Linked DNA regions of Mus musculus: regions 2, 3 and 4 are each linked to region 1. The links are chromatin contacts, called in public HiChIP or PLAC-seq maps. All regions are on one chromosome and are shown on one strand. Each heading gives the region's core, a stretch centred on a gene start, on an enhancer-like site or on the middle of the called end of the contact. The rest is flanking DNA. Distances are from core to core; before and after follow the strand shown.

The links. HiChIP or PLAC-seq counts read pairs in DNA pulled down with a chosen protein or histone mark.
Region 2: a contact with region 1 is called in an H3K27ac HiChIP or PLAC-seq map of embryonic fibroblasts, with 17 times the contacts expected there. The contact joins the enhancer-like site here to the promoter of Krt14 in region 1. A contact is called at or near these places in 24 of 39 promoter capture datasets (the 3T3-L1 cell line, 3T3-L1-derived adipocytes, the C10 cell line and 14 more), 3 of 15 datasets of contacts at CTCF or cohesin (embryonic stem cells, large pre-B cells and stem cell-derived epiblast-like cells), 4 of 484 Hi-C or Micro-C datasets (cerebral cortex, embryonic stem cells and nephron progenitors), 3 of 115 datasets of contacts at active chromatin or transcription factors (embryonic fibroblasts, embryonic limb bud and embryonic stem cells) and 2 of 9 other capture datasets (embryonic stem cells and liver).
Region 3: a contact with region 1 is called in an H3K4me3 HiChIP or PLAC-seq map of stem cell-derived neural progenitor cells, with 13 times the contacts expected there. The contact joins the promoter of Krt10 here to the promoter of Krt14 in region 1. A contact is called at or near these places in 20 of 39 promoter capture datasets (the 3T3-L1 cell line, the C10 cell line, cranial neural crest and 10 more), 1 of 15 datasets of contacts at CTCF or cohesin (embryonic stem cells), 3 of 484 Hi-C or Micro-C datasets (all in embryonic stem cells), 10 of 115 datasets of contacts at active chromatin or transcription factors (SST interneurons, cardiomyocytes, embryonic stem cells and 4 more) and 2 of 9 other capture datasets (embryonic stem cells and pancreatic islet).
Region 4: an H3K27ac HiChIP or PLAC-seq map of embryonic stem cells shows a contact between it and region 1, with 9 times the contacts expected there. The contact joins the promoter of Krt222 here to the promoter of Krt14 in region 1. A contact is called at or near these places in 14 of 39 promoter capture datasets (the 3T3-L1 cell line, 3T3-L1-derived adipocytes, the SN4741 cell line and 7 more), 7 of 115 datasets of contacts at active chromatin or transcription factors (the NIH/3T3 cell line, bone marrow-derived macrophages, embryonic forebrain and 3 more) and 1 of 9 other capture datasets (embryonic stem cells).

What each region holds. Positions count from the first base shown.
Region 1 is chr11:100,205,929-100,209,239 of GRCm38.p6, reverse strand. Krt14 (keratin 14) reads left to right here and starts at 1,730. Exons shown (of 8, transcript NM_016958.2): 1 at 1,730-2,327. The coding sequence starts at 1,785.
Region 2 is chr11:99,471,018-99,474,200 of GRCm38.p6, reverse strand. No RefSeq gene overlaps it. Among named protein-coding and RNA genes, the nearest start is that of Krt23, 21 kb to the left of the region's middle. Within about 2 kb of position 1,595, at least 45 of the 459 cell types and tissues checked have an H3K27ac peak or open chromatin away from gene starts, as enhancers often do. A contact at or near this core is called in the SN4741 cell line, embryonic fibroblasts and trophoblast stem cells, where this site is marked.
Region 3 is chr11:99,387,653-99,390,879 of GRCm38.p6, reverse strand. Krt10 (keratin 10) reads left to right here and starts at 1,516. Exons shown (of 8, transcript NM_010660.2): 1 at 1,516-2,141; 2 at 2,788-2,870; 3 at 3,226-3,227. The coding sequence starts at 1,548.
Region 4 is chr11:99,242,663-99,246,010 of GRCm38.p6, reverse strand. It overlaps Krt222 (keratin 222), which reads left to right and starts at 1,864. Exons shown (of 6, transcript NM_172946.3): 1 at 1,864-2,068. The coding sequence starts at 1,973. It overlaps Gm32385 (a long non-coding RNA gene), which reads right to left and starts at 2,116. Exons shown (of 4, transcript XR_389025.3): 1 at 2,029-2,116.

The DNA.
Region 1 (3,311 bases), core at 481-2,980:
CCCTGCTCCTGTGTGTGTATCTCCCTGGATGCTGTCTTTTTCTCCAGGAAGGATACCCCCACCTCATACCTTACCCGGTAGCAACATGGTTTCTAATAGAAGTCTCTCCCTCAACCCAAATCCCCTTCGCCAAGTGCTGGGGAAATTGCAGGGCTGGGCCAGGGTTGGGGAGAATACTCTCTGGAAGGAGATTAGAAGTGTCTGTCAGGGATGGGTGGAGCCGGGTGGGGCCCCAGGTTACTCATATCCTCGCCAGTCCTTAGAGAGGCAGATTTGGGGGAGCTCTCAGCCTCAAGAGTACATCTTAGCATTGTCTTCTGAGTTTTTAAGCCCTGGTGTGGGGAGGGCGTTGATTTCTGCTTTGGTGGCAGGAAGGGTCAGGTGGGATTGGCTATCTAAGGTGCTATGTCCTTTCTGGGAGCAGTTGATACCAAGAACAGTGCAGGAGCCTCAGCGGGGGCTGTTGGGGCCTGTCTGGGAAGATAGGACGTGCCAGGCAGTCCCAGACACGACCACATTCCTCCCGACATGCCTGCAGGGGTCTATGGAGCTGAGGGGCAGGAAGTGGGTGTTCTGGGGATAGTTGAAGCTTGATATACAAACCTCTGAAGCAGAATTAGCTGGGTTCTTGGAGCTGTCCCCTGATCCTCAGGGACTCAGGAGTCAGAAACCCTCTCGTCCACTTTGGCTATTATGCCCTTGGCTCAGTCCTGCCTTCCTCCCAGGTGCCTGCGTTCCTCCTCCCCATACGTGTCTTGGGTGAGCTCCATGGGAGATGAAGTGAGGATGTCTGAGTCAGCCCTCTGCCTCTCAGCTCAGCTATCTTGGCATCCGAGAGGACATCTGGGGCTGGAAACAAACAAACAAACAAACAAATGAACAGACAAACAAATCTCTCTAGGCTTGTTCCAGGCATGTGCCCTTACCTGCTTTGAGGTCAAAATAAGTTTCAACCCTCTGGCCAGACTCTGTGCCACCCAAAGTTAACCCTCAGAGCTTTCTGCAGTAGAAACAATGGGTGGATGCTCTTTCCTCCCACTTTTCAGAAGAGCAAATGAGGGCTCTGAGAAGAGCCTGACTCTGTGCTGTTTCTCAGTGTCTCTGGTTGTGTCTCTGAGTCCTTTGGTGACCTAATAGCTATTGTCACAGATCTGCGTGTAGGTGTGTGGTGGATATTAGGGTCTGTACCCAGGGCTCAGGGGAAGCTGCCTTGAGTCTGAGCCACCTGGCTGGCTGAGGATGTGACAGATAGCTAGTCCTTAGCAGGTAGCGCTGAGGGTGGCCACGCCAATGTACCTCCAGCTAAGTGCCAGTCTCCTGCTCTGGTGGTCTTTTTCTACGTGTAATAAAGGACTCTCCCACCCATTTAATGGGAACTAACAGGTCAGCAGGTTTATGGTGTGGTAAGGCCCTACTTGTCATTCTAGCTGAGCCCAGAGTGTGGGTTCCTAAGGGCTGTGGCTCCCAGGGCCTCATGGGAAAGTGTAGCCCGCAGGCCCACCCCTCCCCTGGTGAATCATGCCTGGCGGGACGAGAAAGCCCAAAACACTTCAAACAATGAGTTTCCAGTAAAATATGACAGACATGATGAGGCGGAGGAGAGGAGGGATCTGATCGGGAGTTGGCGCTGGCCTGGGAGTGATGAAAGCCAAGGGGAATGGAATACGCCAGGCCCGCCCCCTCCTCACCACTATAAAGCACTATCATCCTTTTCTAACACACCTGAGCAGCTCTCTCTTCTCTCTGCCGACTCACTCGCTCACTTGCTCACCTCTCTCAAAGCCATGGCCACCTGCAGCCGCCAGTTCACCTCCTCCAGCTCCATGAAGGGCTCTTGTGGTATCGGTGGTGGCTCTAGCCGCATGTCCTCCATCCTGGCTGGAGGATCCTGCCGGGCTCCCAGCACCTACGGGGGCATGTCGGTTACCTCCTCTCGCTTCTCCTCTGGGGGAGCCTGTGGGATTGGAGGTGGCTATGGTGGGAGCTTCAGCAGCAGCAGTTTTGGTGGAGGACTTGGTAGTGGATTTGGTGGTCGATTTGATGGATTTGGTGGTGGTTTTGGTGGTGGTCTTGGTGGTGGTTTTGGTGGTGGTCTTGGTGGTGGTCTTGGCGGTGGTATTGGTGATGGGCTCCTGGTGGGCAGTGAGAAAGTGACCATGCAGAACCTCAATGACCGCCTGGCCACCTACCTGGACAAGGTGCGTGCCCTGGAAGAGGCCAACACTGAACTGGAGGTGAAGATTCGGGACTGGTACCAGAGGCAGCGGCCCACTGAGATCAAAGACTACAGCCCCTACTTCAAGACCATCGAGGACCTGAAGAGCAAGGTGGGTCAAATGGACAGCAGGACTTGCCATTCCAGTGTCCTCCAAGGCTTCAGATCATCACTAGACTCCTAGAAAGACAGTCTCTAGTCCCCAGTATCTCTCTCTGAGACCCTCCCTGGCCATCCCCCATAGAGCTGGTCAGTGAGAAGACGGTGCTGCTCCCTGGCTTTCTTTACTCCATGCTTTTATGTGCTCCAGTCCTTAGCCCACGTGAGACTGATGGTTCCTGCCCTTAGCATTTGGCAGAGGAGGAAGTTGAAGGTTGAGAGGTGCTGTGTCTTGCTAAAGATCAAGAGAGGGGGCGGTGCAGGACTGAGGTTAGAGCACAGGTGGCTCACCCTCTGCTACAGGGGGCACTTACCTCTTTAGTAGAAGGGAGGAGTGAGCCTGTAACGGGACCCACCGAGCTAGACACCCAAACCGCTCATTAGCTTGTTAGTCTGGGCTGAGGCTGCCTCCGCCCATGAACCTTGGCACCAGATAGCCTCTCCCTATAGTCAGGCAGACGTAGAAAAATCCACACCCACAACTATCAAGACCCGTATATTTTTTTACTACAAACCAGAGGGAGCCTGGCGGAGCTGTGTTTCCAGAGCTCCTCTTCTTCCTCCTGTTAAACCTGCTTGGCTCTTGTGCCTCGCATAAGTTACGGAAATTAGACGGGTCCCTGGCCGGAATTCCAGCCAGCTTCAGAGATCCTTCTGTCATTTTTTTTCTTCTTCTTCTCCAGTTTCCTCTTTTCTAATCCCCTGGGCAAGTTGGGTTTTGTCTCTTGGGAAAGTCCCACCCTTGGTCCATGCCCCATGGGCTTAGAAAGGAATGCGTGTGTCTGCAGATGGCTGATAAGGCTGCTCTGTACTGAGAGGAGGATCCAGAAGATGAAAGCTATGTAGGGATTCTTAGGGGGACATTAAAATGCCAAGCCCCATTTTAGGATTATAGGTGAGTGGTAGTAATAAGATCTGAATTCTGGGGCTTTTGAGC
Region 2 (3,183 bases), core at 346-2,845, 730 kb after region 1:
CTCTCAATACATGGCTTGGGTCCTCCTGTTCCAGCGAGACCTCAACCATTCGTGCCAATCAACTGAGGCCCCAGACATCACAGAGCAGAGACAGACAATACAGTCCTACGGTGCTAAGCACAAAATTAAATTGAGAACAAATAAAAAGAGTTGTTTAAGCTCATAACGTTTGTGTTATTTCTTATATAGAAATAACTAAAGCAGACGAGAAAATCGGAGTGTCTTAAATACAAAAATAGTATTTGCCCGATGACAGTAGCTGATTTATTTTACCATAGCTAAAAAGTACATTTTTATCCCATTGAGACTCAGAGGAACCTTTTGTTAACACTCAAATGGAACTTTCCAGAAGTCTTGGTTCAACAGAGACAGGTGAAGCATCAAAGAGAAAGAAGCTAAGGTTTGCCCTCCTCAGAAGCTGAGGTCTGCCCTCCTCAAAGACCATAGAGAATAAAGCCACTTCCCCTGTGTTTTCATAGCTGCCCTCTCTGCCCTGTCCCATGAGGGGACAAGCAGTGGTTGACTCTAGCCTGAACAGGAGAGAGAACGCCTGCTCCTCCCAGAGCATGCTGGGATGTCCAAGTGGATTCTTATCTTTGAGTTTCAATTGCTTCCGACTGTTTGCCTTCCTCATTCCACAGACGTTAATAATTTCCCTATAAATATTCATCGCTCTCAGTGTCACACAGATGGAGTTTCATCGCAGGGCGATCCATTTCAACACAGGCAGCCTCCACCTGGAGGGTAATACCATTCAAGGATGAGATGATCGTGACCCTCAATGACTCCCAGTTACATTAATCAGTTGTTAATACCTTGGGATTAAAAACTCCTTCATTCTGGGCTAGACTCTTACGATCTTTAATCAATAAATGCTTTTAGAAGTGGGAACAAAACACCCATGGAAGGAGTTACAGAAACAAAGTTTGGAGCTGAGATGAAAGGATGGACCATGTAGAGACTGCCATATCCAGGGATCCACCCCATAATCAGCATCCAAACGCTGACACCATTGCATATACTAGCAAGATTTTATCGAAAGGACCCAGATGTAGCTGTCTCTTGTGAGACTATGCCGGGGCCTAGCAAACACAGAAGTGGATGCTCACAGTCAGCTAATGGATGGATCACAGGGCTCCCAATGGAGGAGCTAGAGAAAGTACCCAAGGAGCTAAAGGGATCTTCAACCCTATAGGTGGAACAACATTATGAACTAACCAGTACCCCTGAGCTCTTGACTCTAGCTGCATATGTATCAAAAGATGGCCTAGTCGGCCATCACTGGAAAGAGAGGCCCAATGGACACGCTGACTTTGTGTGCCCCGGTACAGGGGAACGCCAGGGCCAAAGGGGGGGAGTGGGTGGGTAGGGGAGTGGGGGTGGGTGGGTAAGGGGGACTTTTGGTATAGCATTGGAAATGTAAATGAGCTAAATACCTAATAAAAAATGGAAAAAAAAAATTGAACCTTGAAAAAAAAAAAAAAAAAAAAAAAAAAAAAGATTGGGGGGGGGGGTTAGCATATGCCCTGGAGTGTTCGTGTTTCCTGGGCATGCTGATTTCCTGACTCGACAACGTGTCTGAGTTCATTCCTGGATGTGACTCATCCCTTCTCACTTACTATCTCATCACCACTGCCTGTCACATCTTTTTAAGGAGGATTAGAACATTTCCAGAACTTTCCGTTGAGATCATTTAAAAAGGAAAAGAACATGCCCCTGCTGTAAGGTAATGGGCTGGTTTAACTCAGTTGAGTTTTCTCTACCATCTCTGTGCATGGCTCTGTGTGTCTACATCAGTTTAATCATCCCAGCACTCACCAAAAATCTCCCTCTGAATTTTAAATGAGAATTCATCTAATGAAATTATGAATCATTTCAAGAAGACTACCGGTCTATGCTAGTTTCAAGATACATGTATACAACACAACCCAACACTCATACACATGACATAAAAATATATACATACTAGAAAAATATTAATAACTAACCATGGCTGGGAGGGTGACTCATTTGGTAAAGCACTTGCCTTGCAAGCACAAGAGCCTGAGTCCAGCACTCATAAAAATTCCAAGTGCGGTAGCACATGCTTGTGGGGAAGAAGAGAGTGTAGGATTCCAGGGCCTCTGAGTCTAGCTAAACTAAGCCTCATTCGTGAGCTCTAGGCCAGTGAGAGATCCCACCTCAAAAGCTGTGTACGGTGTTCCTGAGGATGTCTTCCGTTGCTCTCCAGTGTCCACACACGTGTGCATAACCAAACACACAAGCACACCTGCTTGTACGCATGTGCCCAGACCCAGATGATTGTGGGTGTGCATATGCACATATGTGTACCTTTAAAAGCCTGTGAGCCCTTCATCTATGTTACACATTGACTTCGTGTAACACGGCCATAGCCATGCACGACTTCATTGTCTGCACTTTGCAATCTATGAAACCGAGGCTCAGATGGAGCACGTTGACGTGCCTGGGATCCCTTAGTCATAAAATGGTGGCTCCTGAATTTGTGCCCAATGTGCTTCTGCTTTATGCCACAAGAGTCACAAACGATTTCCAAAGAGTTGTGAAAAAAAAAACTAAACATGCATCATGCAGTTTAATGGACATTTGCTAAATGTGTTTTTTTTTTTATCTGAAATGTGAAGCCAGGATGGGAAATCTGAGTTTTCAGATTTGAAGGCAGCTGGACTCCCATATTCCAGTGGTGATCAGACCTGATCTTATTGACATCGTACCAGCACTGTATGTGTGAGTCGGATAATCAGGACCAAAGAGTGACAGGATATTATAACCGTCTCACTACCCAAAACTTGAAGCATTCATGCAATGCTGTCTACAGACACGATCTCTTAACCTGAAATTAACAGCCCCTAAAATTGCATCCATTCTTACTAGGGAAACTGACTTCCTCCCTGAGAATTGGCAAATGTCAAACCTAGAGGGTGTCACACCTCAGATGTGTGCCAAGTTAGACCACACACCACTCCTAGTTTCTAGAATCCTCTCTGCCACATACCGAACCCCAAGGATCAGGGAAGATGAACAGAAGGAAGTAATAATGACAGATCACTATTGCCCCAGATATTTTCAACAGCCATTAAGGCAGAAATATTTTATTCGGTCTTATCACAAAGGCGTAGTATGAAGATTTCCACCCATCGTTTCCAGCAGCTTCGGGAGCCATGG
Region 3 (3,227 bases), core at 267-2,766, 820 kb after region 1:
TTTTGCTTTTTCCCCATGGGGAGAAGCAAGTGGTGAGATCTGGAGCCTTAGTTCCTCTAACAGCAAATCTACCATGGGAGAGAAGGAATATGCAAGGTGGAAGAGTAGAAAGCTGACAAATCTCAGACTCAAGCAGGCTTCCAACTGCGGTTCAGCCAGCTAGCATTAGGAAAAAATCACTCCATTTCTTAGCTTCACCTTCCTGACAAAATTGAGACTGTAACAGCTAGCCCTATCAGTGCATTGTTCTAGAGATTTTTAAATTGACCTATCTCAAAAAAGCATTACATAATTCTAAAACATGTGTGAATCTATACATATAACTATATATGTGATATATTTTAACAAGAGCAATGTCATAGCCTATGGGTAGTTATAAAATAAATTTATGTCATGTAAAGTCCCAATTAAATACTTCCCTGGATACTGTCCCACTGAAGTCTGAGCACAGTGTATCCAAGGGAAATATGTTTTTCTTGTTTACTGAGAGGGGAAATCTAGCTTGGAAACAGAAGTACAAGTCTGTCCTAAAAGTCCTGAACCAAGTGCCAGTCTGTAACCTAAATTTATGTAGCTACAAGAAAACTTTTCGTGCAATAAACCTCTCTTTGTAATCAGCCCGGAGCTTAAGGCACTTCAGGTTAGTTCCTCGGTTCTCGTGCTTAGAATCCCTGCCCCATGCTCTTCACAGGCACCCGTGCTTAGAATCCCTGCCCCATGCTCTTCACAGGCACCCGTGCTTAGAATCCCTGCCCCATGCTCTTCACAGGCACCCGAACCATGAACTGAAAAGTATGAAGCAGAATAAGTTCATGGTTTTGTCAAGAATTTAAAGATTCCATAGTCATTCCTGTGTACAGTTCCCTAAGCAAGAAATATGAATATACTCTCAAGATACATATATATAATCTCTTACGTATACGTGATATATCCCATATATTAATATATACTATATATTATATGTACACATATATATTACATATACATACATATAATTTCCTAAATCTTGCTTCTTAAATGTGGCAATTTCTTAACACTAATAGTTCACCATATCCTATTTTTTACTTACTTCAAGATCCTTCTTACAGCTCAATTTCAGCACACTTGCTACTTACTGCAATTCGCAAAGCTATCTAAAACAGGAATTTGAAAAATCCTTATTTCAACTACAATTTATAAGCAAAGTTCTTTTACTTTTTGAACCTAGCAAGTACTAAGTACAAGCTAAATTAACATTAGAAAATTAGATTTTTAATAGTTACTCAATGATCTTCAAAAGGTAAAATGTACTCATGTGAACTCCACCCATTCTCAGTTTCAACATAGCAAATTTCCCATCTGTACTCAGGGCAAATTCAAAAGCATTGAAAAGGTATTGGTTATTACTGAAGATAATTTATGCAATCATAAGCCAAAGATGCTATGCTGGCAAAAAGAAAACCATGCAAGTAAGCAAAGCCTAGCACCTGTGAGACACGCCCTCTCAGTATATAAAGGCTCGGCACTGTCCTTGGTAGCAGGCACTCCCTGGGCTACACTACACCACCATGTCTGTTCTATACAGCTCCAGCAGCAAGCAGTTCTCTTCCTCCCGCAGTGGAGGAGGAGGCGGTGGTGGATCCGTCAGGGTTTCCAGCACCAGGGGCTCTCTTGGTGGAGGGTATAGCTCAGGAGGCTTCAGCGGTGGCTCTTTTAGCCGTGGGAGCTCTGGGGGAGGTTGCTTTGGGGGCTCATCAGGTGGTTACGGAGGTTTTGGAGGAGGAGGCAGCTTTGGGGGAGGCTATGGAGGAAGCAGCTTTGGGGGAGGCTATGGAGGTAGCAGTTTTGGGGGTGGCAGCTTCGGTGGAGGTGGCAGCTTCGGTGGAGGCAGCTTTGGTGGCGGTAGCTATGGAGGAGGCTTTGGCGGTGGTGGATTCGGAGGAGATGGTGGCAGCCTTCTCTCCGGAAACGAGAAGGTGACCATGCAGAACCTGAACGACCGCCTGGCCTCCTACATGGACAAAGTCCGGGCTCTGGAAGAGTCAAACTACGAGCTGGAGGGTAAAATCAAGGAGTGGTACGAGAAGCATGGCAACTCAAGCCAGCGAGAGCCCCGGGACTACAGCAAATACTACAAAACCATCGAGGACCTTAAGGGGCAGGTAAGGCGCTTCAGACTCCGGCTTTCCATCGTTCCTAGGCATGCAATGCAGAGGAAGCTATGCCAAGTGTGGCACAGCTGACTGCTGTCTCTTCCCTGTTACCTTTTCATGTCTAGTGTAACCAGGCCTCATCAAAGATATTTATGGCAATGTGTCATCTAGCATGTGTGTTGCCTGTCGTCCAGGATGACAGACTACTGAGAACCTTATAGGTTTTAACACACATATGCGAGTTCACAGTTAAAATAGGCTAGGTCATACATAAGTGTGGGAGCTAAGATAATTTTAAATGAGTATGTTACATATATGCATATATATGTATAGATATGTATAAATTCACCCCTAGAAGTATTTATAACAAGTTAAACAGATACAAACATGAGTCACTCAAAAGTTAGCTGCAACACAAACAAATCACATACTATAAAGGAAAGGGTCGGCTGCAGGAATAGTACAATCCCAGCCAGTGCTCAAAAAGCAACCATAGCCATAAAGGTCCTGAAAGACCTGAGGGGAAGTATGGGCAAGTCTGGGACAGTCCATGTTTAGTTTGTCAGAGAACTATCTAAAATGCAACTCACCTATGCTAACCTGAGAAGCCAGAAGCCCACCTGATCTTTTCAATAACGTGTGTCTCTCCCCTCAGATCCTCACCCTGACAACTGACAATGCCAACGTGCTGCTGCAGATTGACAATGCCCGCCTGGCAGCTGATGACTTCAGGCTGAAGTAAGCTATGTGGATGTGGTGCACACACAGCAGGGGCTTCCAACAATGCTCCTGGATGCCCACAACAGCTTTTACACTCTCCTGAACTCATCTGGAGTGAAACAGTGCTAAGCTGTTTGTTTTTTTTTTTTAATTTAATTGTCATATCTTTTGGGCAATCGTTAAAGGAGGGTGTGTTTTAAAGTGACAGCTTTCTTCAAATCAAACTATATTAATTAATATTCCTACATGAATTCGTGTATTATGAATGTTGCCATGACATGAAACCAAATCTGTATCTGCACTGTAGTCCGTGTATATCCAGGTATACCGTCATCCTCCTGTATATTCAGTGTTTGTATCTTGCTTGCTTCAGAT
Region 4 (3,348 bases), core at 615-3,114, 960 kb after region 1:
TAAAAACTTACACTCATAAGTTAACTCAGAAATTTAAAGGAGCAGTAAGTGGGCTCACGAGACGAGTCAGCTGGTAAAGACACTGGCCAAGAAGCCTGACGGCCTGAGTTCGATCCCTGGAGTCGCATTATGGAAGAAGAGAGATGATTCCGGATAATTATTCTCTGACCGCCACACCTGTGCCCGTGTAAAACCACACACACACACACACACACACACACACACACACACACATACACACACTTTTTAAAAGCATATCAAAGGCCCTCTGGGTTCTAGAACCAAGATCTCATTCATTCATTCATTCATTCACTCTGTAAACAACAGGCCCATTCTCAAAAATATTTCAGTCGCATCTAACAAGGCTGCCATCTTGACTGGAGATCCCCGGGAGAAGAGAAGGAAGAAGCAAGCACAGCGTTCAGCATACAGTCAAAAGTCCCTAAGACAGTGATGCTGTCATTTCAATGAACCACCTTGGGTAGGACACTTGACCCCTCTGACCACAGTTCTTCCATCTTTACAGGTCCCAGAATGAAAAGATTGGGTGGAACACCGTTGTTGGAAGAGCTGAGGGTGAGTCCCTTCAGTGTGACGTGTTCTCTACCTGCTCTCTAGTAGCAAAAGTCTCCCTCAGTGGGGGTCCCATTGCAGGGGCCGAAGGGCTCCATTTCACAAGCCTGGTAGAATTAACTCCTGGCTCCCACCCTGCTCCAGTGCCCGTCTCCAGCCTCGCCTCATCTGGAATAAGAGTGACTTCAGGAATCCACCTCAATCCCTCACACTCTACTCCTGGGCTGGCGTCCACGGCCGGCCGTTTGAGAACCACGGCTCATGACAGTCATCTGCCTCACTCGAGAGTAGAGTAGCTGTCAGAACGCTGGACATGTACAAACACATTCAGAGGACTTTCCGTAGCATTCGGGGTTTTTAAAATTAATTTTCTTAAGTTAGCATACAAAGTCACAGGGAAGCCATTTCACCATTTCCTTCCATGGGACATTGTCCTGTTTGTAGGCATCCACCTCCGCCATGGCCCTTCACCACCACCCACAACCTTACCTGTCTCATCTGAACCAGTCCCTGCCTGCTTCTTGTCACCTGTATTCCTTTAACCCTTTGTTTCCTTCTGCCTTCCCTCTCCTTTAGCATTTTGTTAAAAAATCAAAACATTTTTTTTTAAAATACTATAAAGAAAAGTTTAAACTATCATATTTGGAGCCCAGTATAATTATTTTTTTAAAAGAATTATTTATTTTATGTATATGAGTACACTGTCGCTGTCTCCAGATACACCAGAAGAGGGCATCTGATCCCATTACAGATGGTCGTGAGCCACCATGTGGTTGCTGGGAATTGAACTCAGGACCTCTGGAAGAGCAGTCAGTGCTCTTAACCACTGAGCCATTTCTAAAGCCCCCCAGTTTAATTCCTAAGCAATATGTTGGAAAAGCTAAATAAATTTCGTGTTTTATTTTGGGTTTGGGAGGTGGTTTGTTTGGGTGTCGTTGTTTCTGTTGTTTTGTTCTCCATCAGGGGTCTCACTACGAAGTCCTGACTGACCTTGAACTCAAGATCATTCTGCCTGAGTGCTAAGATAATATGCCTGCCCACTGTGACTGGCTAACTACAATTTGCTTAAGGTTGTGAGCACCCCACCCCCACAGGCAAAGCATTCACTTTGCATAGGAAACCTTTGCAGTGACCCTGTGGGTGTCATTTTCCTCTCTTCCTGGAGACTCCGAAGGTCTCTGCTGTATCAACAACAATGGGCGGGAAGGGTTTCTCAACATTTGCATAATTAATTAGCAACCCTGGAGTTTCCCCCGGCTTCTGGTGGGGGAAATGGATCTCTGCTTCTTTAAGGCTCTGCGGGGCTGTCTGCTCTGGCGACGCAGGCAGGGCAGGCTCTGCCGCAGCGGCTCATCCCATCGCTAAGGTCCAGTTAGCCAAGGTGGAGGATGGGAAAAGAATGGAGCTGTCCCAGCTCCTCAATGAGATCAGGGCAAACTATGAACAGCTCCTCACCAGAAATCAGATAGAGACGGTGTTGTCGACGCGGATCCAGGTAATGATTTCATTCAGCCAGGCACCTTCAGGATAAGGAGACAGTCCATGTCTACCCGATTCCTGTCCCGGCCTCTCTGAGGTACAGTATCTCCTTTTCCACGCAGCATCTACTGGGGAGGCGATGTAGGTGTTCCTGCACTGGGTCTGGGGTGGCAGGCAGGGAGAAAACCCTTTGGCTGTGCTGTTGAATAACCATTCAATAAATATTGATTGATGCATTGGGATTTTATAGAGATCGTAAGGTGACCGTCATTACTAAAACATGGAGTCAACAAGCAATAAAATGGTGCTCTCTGACCTCTTTGGGTTTTTTTTTTTTTTTTTTTTTTTTTTTTTTTTTTTTTTTTTCAGGAAGGAAGCATTCCAAACAACTCTTCAAAGATATTATGGAGTTAATTATAGAGGCAATTTAAATAACATCTGTAGACTCCAAGCTTGATAGTCAAGATTGTTTGCCTTGCACACTCTGGGGGGAGACAAAAAGCAAGAAAAATATTTCTAGAAGGTTTCTATCATATTTCCCAAGCACTTGGTTTCATACTGACTGTTATAAATAGAATCAACTGAGCATGTGAATGTGGCTTTGAGAACCAAGAATACAGATCTGACAATCAAAATCCCCCCAGCTGAGTAGTGAGAGACTCTACACTTAAAAGTAGCCATTTTTGCTTTGGGGGTAGAAGAACTGTTTACTTCCGACACAAAGCTTGCAAGATATTTAAAATAAATAAATGAAACAGAGCCAACTCAGACCAAGGCTCAATTCAAATCCTGTCTACTCAGTTTCAAAGTAATACCTGCCTTTAATAATTAAGGCCTCAAATTTAAATAAATTTAAAAGCAAATATTTGGGAAACAAAGTTTCAGAAACTCAGGACGGTTTTATTAGCTTACCTCTTATACCCGGGTTCAAATTGTATTCCCAGCACCTGGACACAGCAAAGAGTTTACTTAAGAACAGGGCCAAAAAACAAAAACAAAACAACAACAAAAAAATGATAGCTAAAAAAAAAAATCACAGGACTTTGTTTCGTTAGTAACTTATTGCAATATCATTATAAATTTTGCCTGTGGGTAATAGTCTTGGTTTTTAAAAAGAATGATCAGTTCAACGGATTAAACAAGGTCACCGGGCTCTTGGCTTAGATGGAGGAGAAGTTTGTTCTCTTCCCACGTGATAGAGAAAAATATTAAGAGAGGACAACTTTTGAAAATCATAAACCAAATAAAAATTTTGCAAAGTAAACTTATAAGTTGAATTTACAAGTCCCAGTGCTT